Regions from separate parts of the Pan troglodytes genome. Here regions 2 and 3 are each linked to region 1. Evidence: chromatin contacts called from public Hi-C data. All regions are on one chromosome and are shown on one strand. The core of a region is the stretch at or near the end of the contact, and the rest is flanking DNA. Distances in the headings are between cores, read along the strand shown.

The links. A called contact is a pair of places that touch in the nucleus more often than the background predicts.
Region 2: a Hi-C map of stem cell-derived neural progenitor cells shows a contact between it and region 1, with 4 times the contacts expected there. The contact joins two enhancer-like sites. A contact is called at or near these places in 2 of 7 Hi-C or Micro-C datasets (blood and stem cell-derived neural progenitor cells) and 1 of 1 datasets of contacts at active chromatin or transcription factors (stem cell-derived excitatory neurons).
Region 3: a contact with region 1 is called in a Hi-C map of stem cell-derived neural progenitor cells, with 2.5 times the contacts expected there. The contact joins two enhancer-like sites. A contact is called at or near these places in 1 of 7 Hi-C or Micro-C datasets (stem cell-derived neural progenitor cells) and 1 of 1 datasets of contacts at active chromatin or transcription factors (stem cell-derived excitatory neurons).

Annotation. Positions count from the first base shown.
Region 1 is chr9:132,364,076-132,366,630 of NHGRI_mPanTro3-v2.0_pri, forward strand. No RefSeq gene overlaps it. Among named protein-coding and RNA genes, the nearest start is that of ADAMTS8, 6.4 kb to the left of the region's middle. Within about 2 kb of position 1,291, at least 6 of the 24 cell types and tissues checked have an H3K27ac peak or open chromatin away from gene starts, as enhancers often do. A contact at or near this core is called in stem cell-derived neural progenitor cells, where this site is marked.
Region 2 is chr9:132,826,943-132,829,497 of NHGRI_mPanTro3-v2.0_pri, forward strand. The region is part of intron 8 of SNX19 (sorting nexin 19); the gene reads right to left. Among named protein-coding and RNA genes, the nearest start is that of SNX19, 19 kb to the right of the region's middle. Within about 2 kb of position 1,284, at least 9 of the 24 cell types and tissues checked have an H3K27ac peak or open chromatin away from gene starts, as enhancers often do. A contact at or near this core is called in stem cell-derived neural progenitor cells, where this site is marked.
Region 3 is chr9:132,756,944-132,759,498 of NHGRI_mPanTro3-v2.0_pri, forward strand. No RefSeq gene overlaps it. Among named protein-coding and RNA genes, the nearest start is that of SNX19, 89 kb to the right of the region's middle. Within about 2 kb of position 1,283, at least 3 of the 24 cell types and tissues checked have an H3K27ac peak or open chromatin away from gene starts, as enhancers often do. A contact at or near this core is called in stem cell-derived neural progenitor cells, where this site is marked.

The DNA of each region.
Region 1 (2,555 bases), core at 41-2,540:
TTTTTTTTTTTTTTTTTGAGACAGAGTCTTACTCTGTCACCCAGGCTGGAGTGCAGTGGCATGGTCTTGGCTCACTGCAATCTCCGCCTCCCAGGTTCAAGCAATACTCCTGCCTCAGCCTCCTGAGTAGCTGGGATTATAGGCACCCACCACTATGCCTGGCTAATTTTTGTAATTTTAGTTGAGTTGGGGTTTCACCCTGTTGGCCAGGCTGGTCTTGAACTCCTGCCCTCCGCCTCCCAAAGTGCTAGGATTACAGATGTGAGCCACCACGCCTGGCTGGAAATCATTAAATCATATCCCTGAGGCCACTTTAAGTTCAATTCCCTGTAAAGTGCTAGCTACTCTGATTATTTTTCCTGCCTTCATCTGGTGTTCACAGTCTCAACAGGCATGCTCCCAATTCTGTGATCTATATCAGGGAAAGCCAGATTTAGCAGAAACTTTACTGCGATATTGACATTGTATTGCTTGCTAATGAGATTTTAATTGATTTTAATACACTGAGAAACAAATTCACAAACAGCCCTTTCTGTTCCTGCCATTTGTATTTTTAGTGACTAACTGCCAAGTATTGGGTTCCCAAAGTTGCAAAAGAGATGGTTCCCGTTCTCCCAAGATACAGTCTTGTGGAGGAGTCTAGCAAGAAACTCGTAAAAGGTTGCCCAAGACTCCATGTGGAATGCATCCATGATTATAATCTGTGCTTACTACAGTACCTGGCCAGTAAGAGTTACTTGTACATTTTAGTATTATAAGCAGTAACAATTGCCACCATGAGAACCGACATAGGTCATGCCTGTCTCACCACATTATGGCCAGGAGGTGGCACTGTTGGAACTTGCGCTCTCGCTCGCTCTCGGTCGCTCGCTCTCGGTCGCTCTCTCTCTCTCTGTCTCGCAACTTTCTAAAAAATTAGGCATCACTACCGTGTCATGCCAGTCTAAGGAAACAGTCCTTCAACGTTGTTCAAAAAATCTAAGCACAGAGCAATTCCTCATAGCCAATCACCGGAGCCAGTTGAAGGAGGCGCTGTCCTGTTCCTTTGTTTAGCGTGAGTCGTGCGTCTCTCCTTCCTATTTATTCTTGTTTCTTCACTTTGATTTCTGCTCTTCATGACACCAGTGCCTCTCAACTCTAATTATCTCACAGGCTGGGAGAGCTTGCAAAGCTGAGATGTCTCCAGGGCCGGGGTCAACCTTAATCATGAGGACGGCTTGGTTTCTGTACACCCCGATTAATTAATGCAAACATGTATTTCTCCCAAATCTTCACTATTGATTGTAACCAGCAGGTGGGAGTGTTGGCATATTTACCTTTTATGGGTCCTGGAAGGAGAGGGTCTGAAAACGCCCTCAACAATGCATCTCACTAGCCACTTAACCACTTCGGAGTTTATATATACATGTAATATGTGTAAATGTATTATACAAACTTGCAAAACTACACTTATTTATCTTTGTTTTAGAAGGAAAGAAAAGAGAAATGCAGGAAAGGAGCCAGGATCTTCAGGATCTGGGGTGCTCAGAGAAATCATTCTCCGAGCAGATAAGCTGCTTATTGAAAGTCACTGTAGCAAGTCCCAATGTAAGTCCCATTGTAACAAGTCCCTTTTACAAGGAACTTGTAAAAACTACCCAGTTCTTATAAATGTGCTTACAGTGAGTTAGAGTTGAAGTGCTAAGAAGCCTGCCTGGCACACAGTAGGCATGTTTATTGTTTTCTATCATCATCATCCTATCCTCATCATATATATTCCCATCTGGCCTGGTGCAAAGTATTTAAAATGTATCTTGTCACCTTTCGCCTCATCCTCAGGGTCTCTCTTCTTTTAGAATCACCTAGGGCTCTCCTCTGACCTTCTGTTCTCATGAACAGGAGGGAAGCCAATAAGTCATGAACGCTTTGTTTTGGTAGCAAGTACTACTAGAAATGTTTGAATTTTAAGAGATCCGAGGAAAGGGAAGCAAAAGAAATAAACGACTAATAGTAGAATTTCAGACACTGTGGCTCCAGCATGAGGGAGCAATCTGGCTGGGGTCCAGTGACACATGCCAGGGCCCCTAAGTAACTATGCTACCCGTCCCTGCTTGCATCTCTGCAGAACTTTGCGCAGGGAGATATTTTTCATTCCTGGAAGTGTTTAAGCAATGTCACGGGTACCTGCAGGGTGATAAAAGAGAATACCAGGACTGGGCAGGAGATTATAGGTCCTTGAAGGACCCATCCCTTCTAATTTTAAAATGTTCTTTAAAATTAAAAAAAAATTAAAACTTATCCTTGATTTAAAGAAAGGGTCTTACTGCGTTGCCCTGACTGGTCTTGCCCTCCTGGGCTCAAGTGATCCTCCTGCCTCAGCCTACAGACACTGGGAGTAGCTGGGACTACAGGCACGTGCCACCTTGCTGGGCCTAATCTTCAAATAGTCTTGAGTAGTGGAGGATTATTTGGATTCTGGATAAGAAACACAGAGTTTTGTTTTTGTTTTGACTTTTAGATATCTACCCCCATTGCAAATTGTGCAGCTGTCTGTTGATCCCACTTCCTGAGGTTAC
Region 2 (2,555 bases), core at 34-2,533, 460 kb after region 1:
CGTGGTTGTTACGACTTTTATGATTTTGGGAACGTTATTTTACCTGAATGTAATTTTCTTCACTTATGAAATGTAGAACTATATGTCTATCTCATAGAATTGAACATTAACATAAACAGTACATAGCTGCTTTCCTGGTATTAATATTGTAATAAGCGTCAGTTCCTTTCCCATTGCAACTACTCGTGCCCTTTTGGTGGCAGACCTGGAGGTTCTCTTAAGAAATAACCAATGTCACAAAGAACTGTTATCCACCTGCTAGTTAGACATGCCCACCAAGAAAGAGGCCCTGGAAGTAGAGTTCCACTCAGAAAGCACCTTGATTCTGGAGCGTTCTAAGAGAACAGTGGAAGCAAGAGGGTTCATGGTCAACCTTTCCCAGCTGTCCTTAGGGAGGTGGACGTTGCGCCTTGCAGCACAGCACTCTCCAGTGCTCCCAGACTCTGCCGCAGCTCTCCTGGCCTTTCCTAGGAGATGGTTTAGAGAGAGACATCTTCTCTAAGAAAGTGATTCCAAGGTCTGGTGTAAGGTCCAGAGCTTGCCATCAAGTTTCTCCTGGGTCCCCTGCTTGTTGGACTCCTTAAACCTGCACACTCTTTCTTTTCTTCTTCCTCTCTGGATACTTCCTAACTTTACACACTTCACGCTCCCCTCTGCCAGAACCTTTCCCCCCGGCTTTCTGCCAAGCCATTCCATTCCCACATGTCCCCAACACTCACACACACACACACTGTCTCTATCTTACACACACACACACACAGACACACACACACACTCCCTCTTTAACTGAGAAATCCTGACGCAGATGCCAGGAATGTGTCTGCTGCCCTTTTGACACAGGTCTGATGCCATCGTTGGGGCCATGGGGAGGGCAGCGCCGCAGACGTGGCATTCACGCATTCTGCTGCTGGCATGGTTCCTATTTTTATCGTGGCATTGCTCTGGGTGTCCAGGCAGGGCGCCGGTCCAGCTTCTTCTCATTCCTTCACTTTCCATCAGGACTCCACACCAATCCTACCCCTTACCTTGGCTGGATCTTCCTGCCCCAAACCCCCTACCATCAATGCAGCACAGTGTATCTCTCCTCTTTCCCTCCAACCCAGTCTAACTCTGAGTACTTGCCCAGTTTGCTAAATCTGATTCTGATGTTTGCAGAGATATTTTCAAGTTTCTTCTGTTTTCGGGCATGAGCAGAGTTTGCACAAGCCGGATTTGCTCCTTGGCTCAGACTGCTACCCGCTCTCCCCTTCCCCTCCCTTTGTCTCTCATTCCAAATAAGGAGTGCTTCTTGTTACATAATTGGATGTTCCCAGCACAGAAGCTGACACATGAGCTTAGGCGCACATGCATGCAAGACTTCCCTTTGACTTAACAATGCCTTTTTTGGGCATCTAACTTCTCTTCAGCTCCCCTCCCACTTCTCTCCACATCATCAACAATCAATGGAGATTTATAAGCCTGGCTCAGATCAGAGCTCTTCCAACTTTGGCTTAGAAGGAGGGGTTATGAAGTCGAACTTACTCTGTTTTTTTTTTTTTCCTTTGCAGGATAGAGAGTGTGCTTATAATTTGACAGAAGTCTATGGCGTCCAAGGCAGTAATGTACACAGGTCTTTTAAAGTTGCAAGATGGGTACACAAAGTTGGAAGCAGAGGAATAAACTTGCCTGCTTGGGGATAATAATACTGGAGGTTGGAACATGAGGACATTTTAAGGAGGAGATGCACTCAAATCTGGTGACTATAGCATCCCTGATGGTCAAACTGCAGTGAGTTCTAAATAACTAGAGAAGTGGCAGTACCACGTGTGGCACCAACACCAACTATCCTGCTCTTTTAAGCACGGAACTTAAAGGAAGAGAACCCAAGTACCCTGCAAAAGCATATGGCTCAGCTACCCGTGGTTTCAGGGAGGACAAACATGTAGCCTCCTAGGCAGCAGTCATGGGGATGGGAGGCAACGGGACCTCATATCATGCCTCTTGTGGGAGATGCAGGGGGTACAGTGGAGAGGTGCTGCAGCTCTGGAGATGTCAAGTTTCCAGCATATTGGCTTACCAAAGCAAATAAAGCTGAAGCATGCAGCAATGCATACACCACTTTTTAAAATTAAAACCTGCAACTGTCCCAGGGATAGTAACATGGGCTGTCTTTAGACTGCAGGACTGCCCTTAGGTTAGCTGCAAGTGTGTAGATACGGAGATGCAGTTTGGATTCTACAAACTGCCTGATAATCTCCAGTACTTGGAGACAGAGATTTTTGGGTTGGCTTTTATCCTGCTGAATTGCAGGGCAAAGATCTGATCCTGAAATTTAGACAATCATCACAGCTATAAATCAGAAAAACCTGGGTTCAAATTCTGCTTGTGATATTTATTAACCCTGTGATTTTGACTAGATAACCCACATTCTTTATAAACCTTAGTTTCCTTGTCTTTAAAATGAGGGTCATAATACCGCTTTCGCAGGACTTGGAGGAATTAAATGGTATTAAGTTGGTGCAAAAGTAACTGCGGCTTTTGAACAGCATGTGCATACAGTGTTCAGTACAGTATTT
Region 3 (2,555 bases), core at 33-2,532, 390 kb after region 1:
CACAGGCACAACTCCTGCAGGGCACAGCAGAAAGCGGGGAGGCATGCTGCTGCAGAAGGCCTAGCAGCAGTAACCGCCACTCTGCCAAACCTGCCCTAACATGGAAAAGACCCAGGCAGCCAACGGCCTCCTGAATTAGGTTGTTTGACAAAGCAATGAATGTAGCCTGGCGAGAAGCAGGCTGGGACTGCAGGGCATGCTACAGCTATCTTCAAAGATCTGAAGGAGGTCATAGAGGGGGCACGGTGGAGGTATGTATAGCGGCTCCAGAGGACACAGTTTGCAATGCTTGCTGGAAGTTATAGAAAAAGGAATTTGGGCTTACTGTAAGAAAAAATTACATGAAACATAGTAATGAGCTCCCTGTTCTTGGAGGCAGACAAGCAGTGTCTGCACCAACCTGCTAGTGATGGCACAGAAGAGGTGGCTGCACTGCATGAAGCTGGGCCTGCACGGTATCCCATGCTCCTTCCAATTTTAATACTTTATGATTCTGTAAAACACCGAGAAACTTTATTTTTAAAGCCACAAACCACTTATTTTTAATTTGGGTGTTCCTTTCCCATATTATTATTATTTTTTGTGGTGTGGGAAAAAATGTTTCCAAGGCCCTTCCCTTCTTTGCTGCCTCTGAAAAGCCAGACCTGGGCACCTTTTCACACGAATATTTTACCCTAGAAACTCTGGGCAAACAGGGCCCAGTGCCTTATACACTGGGAAACTGCACAGCTCTGAGCTCCTGAGAAGTGCGTAGTGTTATCTCCAGTTTATTGTTCATTCTTAGAAGGTACTCTGATGATTATTTAACTATTTTCCTGTCTTGGTTTGAAGAGGCAGGAATTAAATGTCAGTGAGTGTGTGTAACAAGAACTATGTAACCCTGCCCTTTGGGAAGGGTGTGTGGGGGGAAGCTAAAATTACTCAGATCATGTAGGGCTGCGCTTTGAGGTTCTCTGGAGCAAGGCTTGTGATGCCTGGGACAGCAGAGCTGGCAACAGTGGGCCCAGTGCCCTGAAACCCCTGCTTCCTGCCTGTTTCTCTGGAAGTCAGCTGAGCTTCATGGCCACCCTAGAGCACAGCCTTGGAGCCCCTCTCCGCACACATGGGTGTGCTGCCTGTCTCGGGTTAGCCATGGCCCATGAAGCTATCTCTGACTCCTGAGCAGCCAGACGTGGGGTGGGGTGGGGTGGCAGGGTGGGAAACCTCCCAGTCACCAACAGTGACCTTGGTGAGGCGCTGGGGGTGAGTCAGATCCTCCTCACAGACTACACGCGGCTGCCACCTCCTGGAACTTGCCATAACCCAGGCAACTCTCAGATTCTGGGCCTTCACTTGTGATGTCAGGGATGGGGGCATTGCAAAGGAGGGAGGCGGGGACAATGGCTGGATGTTACCTGCTCTCTACTCTGGAAACCCAAGGCTGGAGGCTGCTGCAGCTCTGCGCGCCCTGGGGGCTTCTGCCAGCCCCGCCTGGCTTCCCTCTTGGAACAGAATGGAATCCTCACAGGTTTATAAAACCAAGCCTGATTTCAGGAAAGGGGGTGTCCTTTGGGGCACCTTTGATTTATCCTGCCATCCTCATCCACATCATGCCCCACAAGAAGCCCTTTCTCTCTGAGCCGAGGTGCTGTTACAAGCTGTTCAGAGGCCCCCATGCCCTAGTACCTCTGACACAGGCAGTTGCTGTGGCAAAGGAGAGGCACCAAAGACACTGGCCCTCTCTAAAGACTCTTGGTGACTCTAGAGCCAGAAGTCAACAGTGGGATGGACAGATCATCTCCAACTCTTGTCTTCAAAATGCACCTGTGTTTTAACGGCTCCCCAGGGAAGGAGATCCAGTCACTGGTTAACATTCTGCGATGGTGTCTGATAGCCCTCACTAGCTCCAGAACGTTCCTATCCCTCTTAGGCTTTCTTTTTGTATCTTCATCACTCTGACATTGGTGCTCTTTCAGGCCCTGTTTGCTGCAACCCTGACTGGAACCTCCACATTTAAGTTCCTAATGAAATCTTCTCTTTGACTTTTGCTCATTTATAAAACTTTGTGCCAGCTCTTGGGGTCGAGAGAAATCAGTTTCTAGACCAAATGCCAAGTGCCATCTCCCAAATCTGCAGGTGAGGGTAGTCACTAAAATGCCAAGTGACCTGTTTGCAAGCCGACAGCTGAGGGTGACCTTGCTGGCTGGGCTAGGCCAAATGGGCTCCGGCGTTCAGTGTGTCTCATTTCTCTGCTATTTGACCTGGTTCACATTTGGCTGCGGGGATTGAGCCCAGGCAGTGGGCCCAACTCAGCGGTGTCCTCTGGCCTCTGCACAAGATCTTTATCATGAAGCTAGGCAAGGGCTGTATAATCCTTTCCGTTACTTCAGGGTAATGGTCAAGGTAGGAAGGAGCTCTGGGTGACCTGCCTGGAAGAACAGGTTGAGGTTTATAAGGTTGATTTCAGTAGTTTTTGGGGTTTAATGGGTAGGGAAAGGAGAGGGGCTGGCTGATGATGGCTAGGCCATAGCACTGAAGTCCAAAGACCCAAGGTATACAGAGGTCAAAGCTTCAGG